2 separate regions of the Cyprinus carpio genome follow, and region 2 is linked to region 1. A link is a contact called in public Hi-C data. All regions are on one chromosome and are shown on one strand. Each heading gives the region's core, a stretch centred on a gene start, on an enhancer-like site or on the middle of the called end of the contact. The rest is flanking DNA. Distances are from core to core; before and after follow the strand shown.

The links. A called contact is a pair of places that touch in the nucleus more often than the background predicts.
Region 2: a contact with region 1 is called in a Hi-C map of skeletal muscle, with 4 times the contacts expected there. The contact joins the promoter of LOC109044870 here to the enhancer-like site in region 1. A contact is called at or near these places in 2 of 8 Hi-C or Micro-C datasets (both in skeletal muscle).

The regions. Positions count from the first base shown.
Region 1 is chrB3:12,682,829-12,687,017 of ASM1834038v1, reverse strand. All of the region lies in intron 1 of brd4 (bromodomain-containing protein 4), which reads left to right. Among protein-coding and RNA genes, the nearest start is that of brd4, 13 kb to the left of the region's middle. Within about 2 kb of position 1,532, at least 2 of the 8 cell types and tissues checked have an H3K27ac peak or open chromatin away from gene starts, as enhancers often do. A contact at or near this core is called in skeletal muscle, where this site is marked.
Region 2 is chrB3:12,716,559-12,720,801 of ASM1834038v1, reverse strand. It overlaps LOC109044870 (epoxide hydrolase 4), which reads right to left and starts at 1,907. Exons shown (of 6, transcript XM_042719763.1): 1 at 1,465-1,907; 2 at 720-805; 3 at 321-478. The coding sequence starts at 1,707. LOC122136488 (a long non-coding RNA gene) reads left to right here and starts at 2,758. Exons shown (of 3, transcript XR_006154169.1): 1 at 2,758-2,926.

The DNA of each region.
Region 1 (4,189 bases), core at 283-2,782:
CATTGCACTTGGATTGATACTTTAATAGGAGACTATTAAAAGAATGACTTGATGACTTTGGCCATGTAAATCATCATATCGTATACATACAGAAACTCAAAGGTCTTGAAGGCAACACATCCAATTAAACACTCAGTTTAATTGGAAGAAATTGTGGCAGAAATACACATTCTAATGTAGAAATACTAATCAGGTTTAATTGTTTAACTTTGATTAAAAGATCAATTAAATTCATATTTAATGCTTTCAACAGAAAAATTAAAATACACAGTGCAGAATTTCTTATTATTGTAAAAAACTATAATAAATTGTTATTCTTATGAATTAAATTAATTACACATACTTTTTGATTGTTAAAAAAAAATTAACTATTAAAATGGAATCTGATAAATATAAAATGGAATGTGAGGAAAAAAAGAAATGTATTTCATAGGGCCCTAAAAAAGTTTTCCATTATTCTTACAGACTGAGGGATGGATCAAAATTGTTGTCTGTAATGAACGGCGTGCTTTAGAATGAGATTATAGCATTGGCGTTGTTGAATACGAAAAATTCAGGCATACACCACTGTTGAAATGTTTGGGGTTGAGTCTACATTTATTTAATCAAAAAACAGTAATATTGTAAAATAATATTACGATTTAAAATAACTTTTTTTTATTTGAAATTTTTTTTTTTTTTTTTTATGTAGTTAAATTTTCAGCATTGTTACTCCAGTCTTCAGTGTTACGTGATCCTTCAGAAATCATTCTAATATGCTGATTTGTGTCTTAATATTTAAGAAAATAATGCATTTTCTTCAGAATTCTCTGGTGAGTTGAAAGTTCAAAAGAACAGCTTTTTAAAATGATTGTGTAAGTGTAGTGTAATTAGGTCAGCTTTGTGTGACGTGTATTCGTCTATATGAGTTTAAACTTGATTTTTAGGTAGGCGCTAAATGTTTCCCTGGAGCGGTGTATGAGCGAGCATTTACTGGTAACCGACAGTTTGGCGTTCTTTCCTGGCTAGTCACGCTGGCAGATCATCAGTTCCCTCTTTTTCTGCGTCTGAGCTCTAGGGTTGATACGGTGGTCATGTGACCACTGTTCCTCTCGTCACTAGGTGAGTCATCAGGAATGCTGTTAGTCAGACATAAACAACTGCTTTGTGTGTGTACAGATACTTTTAGACTCGGAAAACAAGTGGAATGTGTCATGTCAGTTGACCCACGGGGTAATTCAGCTCAGCCCCAGCCCACCCTGTTGTTGGTTGCATTTCCTCCACAGTTGGGGGTATTTTTAGCTTGGGGTACTTTTGTGTGTGTGCTTGTGGCTTCAGACTGAAGATTTTTCTTGTGCTCTGTGTATGACTTGGACATGATGTCCCCCATTACAGAGCTGATCGGAACAGTGAAGTTAACTCTGAGCTGAACTCCCGCATCCTGAGCTCTCCAGAGATCCACAGCATGAACAAAGAATGCTGGTCAGACCCACAGACTCTCACAGCAGCTACAGGCTCTGGCAGATGCAAAAGAAATATTTGCCCTCTAGAAAACTTGCTCACACACATCCTGTTCTGGAGTTACAGTCACAGACCGTTGCCCAATCCAGGGACCTTCACTACAGATGGAGCTATTAGCATCTTGTAAACGATTGGTGTCTTGGATTGATCTGAACACTGAGGGTCCTGAGATTTGACAGGTCTACGTGGGAGAATGGAAACCCCCTAGTTTACCAAAAGTATAATTTTTTTATTTATTTATATATATTCAGTTTGTTCTACACTCAGTTTATTTCATACCTGAAAACCTGTCACCTTTTGGTGAAAATTGCTGTTCTGTAGTTGAAACGTGCCATTTATGTGATTTATGCAAGTATCTGTTTTGTTTTTTTTTGTTATATAACAGTTATATATAGCATTGCATAATCATTTATTAGGCTGAAATATGAGGTTTATCTCTCTCTCTCTCTCTCTCTCTCTCTCTCTCTCTCTATATATATATATATAATATTATATAATATAATATAATTTTTTGTTTTTTGGTCAAAGTCTGTATTTAAGACTTCAGAAGTGTTTTTTTTATTATTATTATTTCTCTTTTTACAGTTTTGGATATGTTACCATAGAAATTGGTGTTGTTTCTAAAGAATGCTGCTAAACTATCTAAACTAATTTTCGAAACTATTTCAGCTGCTGATTCCAACAGATTTTCTGATTTCTGATTCCATTTCCCCCCAACCACAAACTGTGGATTTCTTTTCTAGTCTTTGTTGAATACTTGTTATTGTAGTAGTATAAGTAGATCTCAAGTATGACAAAAAGATAATGACATTTGTTTATATAATTTATTACATTTCTTTCTCTAAAAATTCAAGATTTTTTTATTGCTTTCTGTGAATTCATTTTAATTCATTGTTACCAAACAACAGTTCAGTGGTTCTTTTTGTAGTGTCTTCATTTTCCTGTTGTACAGGCATTTAAATTTGAGTACATGTAGGTATAGTGTGTGTGTGTGTTTAGGAAATGGCTTATGATATGCTTTTTGTGAACTGCTGCATTTCATTGTGGACATTTTTATTCATTTGGCAGATGCTTTTATGTTTCATTAGCTTGTGTTTTCCCTGGGAATTGAACCCCTGATCTTGTTTCTCTACTAGTTGAGCTGGAGTAATGCTCTGCCGTACCACTGAGAAATTAATCACATTTTACTTGTACTCACATTATTAGTCAAAGTGCATGCGTCAGGAAACAAGCGTAACAAATTTGTATAAATAGTTTTTAAAACCATTCTTGTGTAAACTGTTGCATGGAGTTTTATGAACAACTTTGAGTTTGTTCTGCTCAGGTTTCATGATTGAGACCCAAAGATTGGCCTAATATCATGATTGAATGTTGTAACAAGAAGCTAAAGAGAAGTGAAATGAAGTGTGTCAGTGAGAGGCTTTGCTGTGGGCCTGGTGCAGGACAATTGGCAGCTGCTGTGCTGTAAAATCACTATAACACGATTGTTTTTACTACAGCCAAAGCTTGTGTATAATAAATAACTGAACACAAGTTCAGTTCCTTTTTTATTGTTTGACCAGCAGCTGTAAATACCCCTAATTTGACTGCAGGAAAACACACTGGAGGATGCTTTGACAGAAACTAGATTCATTTTGCTTCATACTGCTGAAGCAAATTCAGATTATTTTTGCTAGGTGAATTTTTTTTTTTTTTTTTTTTTTTTTTTTTTTTCTTGCTCTCAGTCATTCTGAATAATTCAGGAATGGCAGTCGCTGTGGACTCATCCTGACTGAATGCAGTCTGGTGTATCGTGTTTTATGAAGACTTGACAGGAGACGGGGGACTGTGCCAATGAGTCACTACAGCACTTGTGTGACTGTGAGATACATGCTGCCGGGGAGTAGCAGTCTGTCCGCACACTTCGTCAAATTTCTTTAAGCACAGAGACATCCCGTTTACTCTGAATGTCCCCATTATGATTATTTACTACTTGACTCGTAATAAATAAGCTACTTTATCCTTAAAAAAAATTGTCTTTCTCTTTAATTATTCCCTTCTCTTTCTAGCTTGTACTTGTTTGAACAATGCCTAAAACTTGGTATTACAAGCACTTCTGTCTGTTTGCCTCTTTAAGAAGAATCGCTTTATGTATCCCCCAATTGTAAGTCGCGAAATGACTAAATGTAAATGATTTACTGCGGTCTAAACGTTTTTCAGTTGACTCATCCAAATAATACTTTCAGTAGTATTGCTGCGTTACTGTTGTTTACAGGTTTCTCTTGTAGTAAGATTAAATGCAAGGCTGTAGACAGCAATGTGAGTTGACATTGTTTCATTAGCAGGAAGTGTAGGTGTGGGGATTGGCAGATTACCCAGGCACAGTAGTAGTGGTGGGGGTGTGATTACTAGAGAGACGAAGACATGTGGGCCCTCCTTTGGTATCAATTACCAGGCTGACCTTTAACATGCTTCAATCGAAAAACAACTGGCTGAGGAGCAAGAATTGATTGTGGAGGTGCATGATGGTCTCGGAAGCGTATGTGTTTGGTTTGCTGAGCTCCACACCAGCTGTACTCTCCTACACTACTCTGTGATGGGGCTTCAATTGGTGGGTGAGGTCACCTGGTCACGTCGTGTTGATGAGCTGACACTGCTGTGCACTCTGTCTCTCTTCTCTTCTTCCTCTCTCTCTGTTTTTCCTTTACTC
Region 2 (4,243 bases), core at 658-3,157, 33 kb before region 1:
CAGGTTCCGAACAACTTGAGAGTGAGTAAATGATGACAGAATTTTAATTTATGCCTGATCTATCCATTCATTCTAAGATTTCACGATAATTCTATGTATGCACAATGTATGGAAGGACGGTAATTAATATTAAAGCGCCACACTCAGGCTGAATTACGCAAGTGTTCTGTATGTGTTCAGTCATTTGAATGTATAACTGCTATTAGCAGATAATTATAGGTTAGTCATATAACCTAAAATACGACCCCAAATCTGCCCAACCTTTATGTATGGTCAGAGGCTGCTACTATTCATTTGTGATATAGTGAGTCATTAAGTACCCAGTTCATCGATGGTGTCTCTGATGTCATATAAGAGTGTGTCCAGTGAATATTCCTCCAGCGGGACAGGTGCGTCAGAATCTCCACAGCCACGCAGATCTAGCGCCACCGTGTGGTAATTACTACTGAATTCCTGTAATTGGTAACGCCAGGAGTACCTACACATAAATGCATTTAGTAAAATAAAATGCTAATATATTTTATATAAATATAAAACACACCCACATTGCAACAACAATTTGATATAATATAATTAAATCATTATTATTAACGTTATATCTGAAATGTCTGAATGCTTTCACTTAGAAGAAAACAATACGCAGAGACACTTTACAAAACTTACTGCATCAGGTCTACAGTATAAAATAAGCAGAAATAGAAAATGAATGAGGAAATAACCAGTTTTCTGGGAAACCATGAAGAAACAGCATTAGAGGCTTTCTGTGGTCTCCTTTGGTTACATAATGAAACCTCAAGCCCGAGCTCTAAAGGGTTAAAAAAAAAAGAAGAAGAACAAGAAAAAGATGTCACAAAACTACTACTAAGCAAACTAAGTACGTATAACTTAAGTAAATAAATAGGAAACTGCGAATACATCACCACTCTTTTCAATCACTATTCCAGCAATCTTATGAAATCTTATCACAATCTTATCAAATCTGAGAAAGATTGGAAATAAACACTGACTAATGAACGCTGCTAAGTGTGATTTGAGTAAAGACAAAGGAATGTGGAATAGATTGAGGAACGTCGTGTTCTGTGTCTAAACACAGGTGGCGCAAGAGCACAAGACATGGACATGGATCATGCTTCAGCCTTTCATTCGCCTTTCATTCACCTTTCTCACTAAAGAACGAACACAGATCACGCTCTCAGATCAGATAATTTACTTTAAAACAAATTTTACTCAGAAATTATTTGTAGATTTCATAAACTTACAAAGAAACGGCAAGTAACAAATTGATTTAAAGTGACATTTTTTAAGTCGAAAGACTGAAATCGTATTTTTTTCACTCCAATAATAGTTTTATTTACATCTTCGACAGTATATATAATGATGTTCTACATATAACTTTGTTCAATGTTTTAAAGGCATCAGATAAATAATTGAGAATATTCTTCAGTAGGCTATAAATCCTCTCACCCTGCCCTTCAGATACCCGTGGTGCCCAAGTGAAGGGTCTTTGAGGCAGTCTGGGGGTCTCTCTCGAGCGGTCCATTGAAAGGTCCCATATGGATCCTTAAATCCAGTCCAGGCAATTCGGATCAGAACCAAACAAGCGGTGATTCCAGCTGTGCCGTACACCAGAATGTAATACACTAAAGAGAGAATCCATAAGCTTAGTCGTGTTGGTAATAAAAGCAGGTGCATTAAAGAATTGCTCATGTCTAATTTTGATAATTAGGAGAGAGATAGGCTAGAGACACGGGCTCTGTGTAGCAAATGTCCCTTGCCTTCGGAGAAGTCCACCTTTCAAAATAAACCCCATGTGACTGTGTGGAAACAACTGTCACTGAGCTATTTTTGTACCACAAATAAATGGTCTGGGAGACTGGCTTAATTACAAGCATTTTTCCCTTAATCTTCGGCTGTCTTAACTTCAATGCATATATGTAGTCTAAATATTTATATTCCTAATTTGTTTAATATTTTAATTAATTAATTTTAGTTACAAAAAAATAAACAAATAAAATCTAAATTATATAAATTTTTCCAAATAATATGACCAGATTGCATAAATCATAAATATGAAGGCTACTTCTCTGCAAAATTTGACTTTAAGGTGACAACCTTGAGTGAACCTGCAGTCTGTGAAAAGGGCATATTTTACCAGTTCTAATGCTTGCATGTTTCTCAACACTTTCCACATGTTGTAACAATGACTCATTGTTTTTAATTATATGGTATATTTTGAGACTAGGCCCCACTTTTCCCTAAAAATGATCATAGGTGTTATTTTCCCCATTTGTTCTCTTTCACTGACTCATAATGCACTCTCTTATGATTAAAATCTCAGTGCATTTTCATTGTAGGCATGTTCTCGCTCCATGCAATAAATTCAGATCCTTAAATGAGCTTAAAAACATATTTACTCCTTAAAACATATTTACTTCAGGTAATTGTTAATGCTTTGAGTCATTTCAAGGGCAGCCAAAATGATAATTTAAAATCAGTCAGAACTGTAGAAATAAGTCTTTATATTTACAAGTAAAGCTTTATACACTCCTTTAGGCTACTTGTTTTAATGTCTTTAAGTGGCATCAAGTCTTGCGTATAGACAGACAGACAGATAGACAGATAGATAGATATTTTTTTAAAGTTACTTCACAAACAGTAGAATTTATTTCCTAAATCGTGATTTCATCACGCACTTCTATTGTTATTTCAGGCGCAGGGTCGTTTAAATAAGAGCGATCGCACAGCAAACGGAAGGGAGATCAGAGTTGAGCGGGTTTAAATAATCGCTCACACGTGTGACAGCGGCGCTCGCGGTCCTCACGTCCTGTGCGTCCTCCGCGCGCATGACGTCACCGACGTCTCGAGCTGTTTGTTCTGGATTGTGGGAGAGAAAGAGCCCGCGCGCCCTCACAACAAAATAAAGAAGGTAAACAAACAAGCGACCTTTCCACTCACGCAAAGCGTTTATTTCTTATTGATTGTCCCGGCATGCGCCGCGTCGTTTCGTGCAGCGGTCAAGCGCGCTAGTCAGCGCTGAAATGATTGTACTGCTGCGCGCGGTGAAAGCGGCCTGTGTGTCGCCGAGTGCTAACGCTAGCAGCTAGGAAAGACTAACTTATTCGTGATAACGGCTCAGTTTGGGTATGCTTGCGTTCTTGGGCTGGTCGCTGTTGTGTTTTAGCGCCGCATTTCCCCGTGTACATCGCGTGTGCGTCAAAGAAAGCGGCTAACGAAGGGCTCTGAGCTTGTTTATTAGCATTAGGCCGTTGGCTGTCCAGTGCTAGCACAGGATCGCGTCCCTGCTCTGCGCAGCTTGACGCGAGGATCTCACGTTTCTCTGTGCGGGAATGCCGGAGGATTTGACGTACAATTGAACGAGAATAAGCGTACACTTTCCGCGCGGTCAGATTAATTAAGTCGGGTTCATGTGATCTGCGCTCGTTTCGAGCCTCTGACATTGACAGATGAGTATTAATCGCGGGCCGTGGTTGTTTCACGCTTTGGGGTGAGACTAGTGTGTGTTGTGATTGCACACACACACACACACACACACAGTGTGATACGTAACGTTACACGACGCCGGACAATTCCGTGTCATACACCGTTAGCACTGGTAGCGGGTGATGTTCGGAGGAAATGTGCAGCGCATTCCCCCACTTTTCATGACTATTACAGTGTCTCAGCCGCATTACATTTCCTTAACAAATGTTTTGAATGCATATGAGCTCATTTAATCGGACTGTAATGGTGTGGCCCTCGGTGTTTTAGCGACTTTGAGCATAAGGACTCGTCTGAGCTGCCCACGGTCGCCATTTTGTGTTGCTCCGCCGTGTAACGGAGAAACGCACAACCTTTAGCTTTTATTAAAAAAAATGTGCGAGAGGCAGTAGTCGTATTTGAGTTGTATCTTTCCGTTTCAAAGTCGCTAACATTACTATTCTTTATATTAAAGTGTATTTAGTCGCAGACGGCATCAGCTCGGAGCCCTGGTCAGCAGCGTTTAATAGCCTCGCTGCGCTTTCGGTTTGAGCTCAGAGTGAATCTTGTGATTTGTAGCAGAAATATCAGACGTGTGTCTGCTTGTGGACAGGTTTGGGTGTTCAGTGTGTTGAATACAGTCAGTAAACGCTGTCAGTTATTCACCTGAGCTTGTGTGCGAGGCAGGTCTCTGTATGTTTAATGTTAGTTATCTGAGCTGTTGAAGGACTGACAGGTTTCCCAGCTTTAAGTGATTGGTGATTGT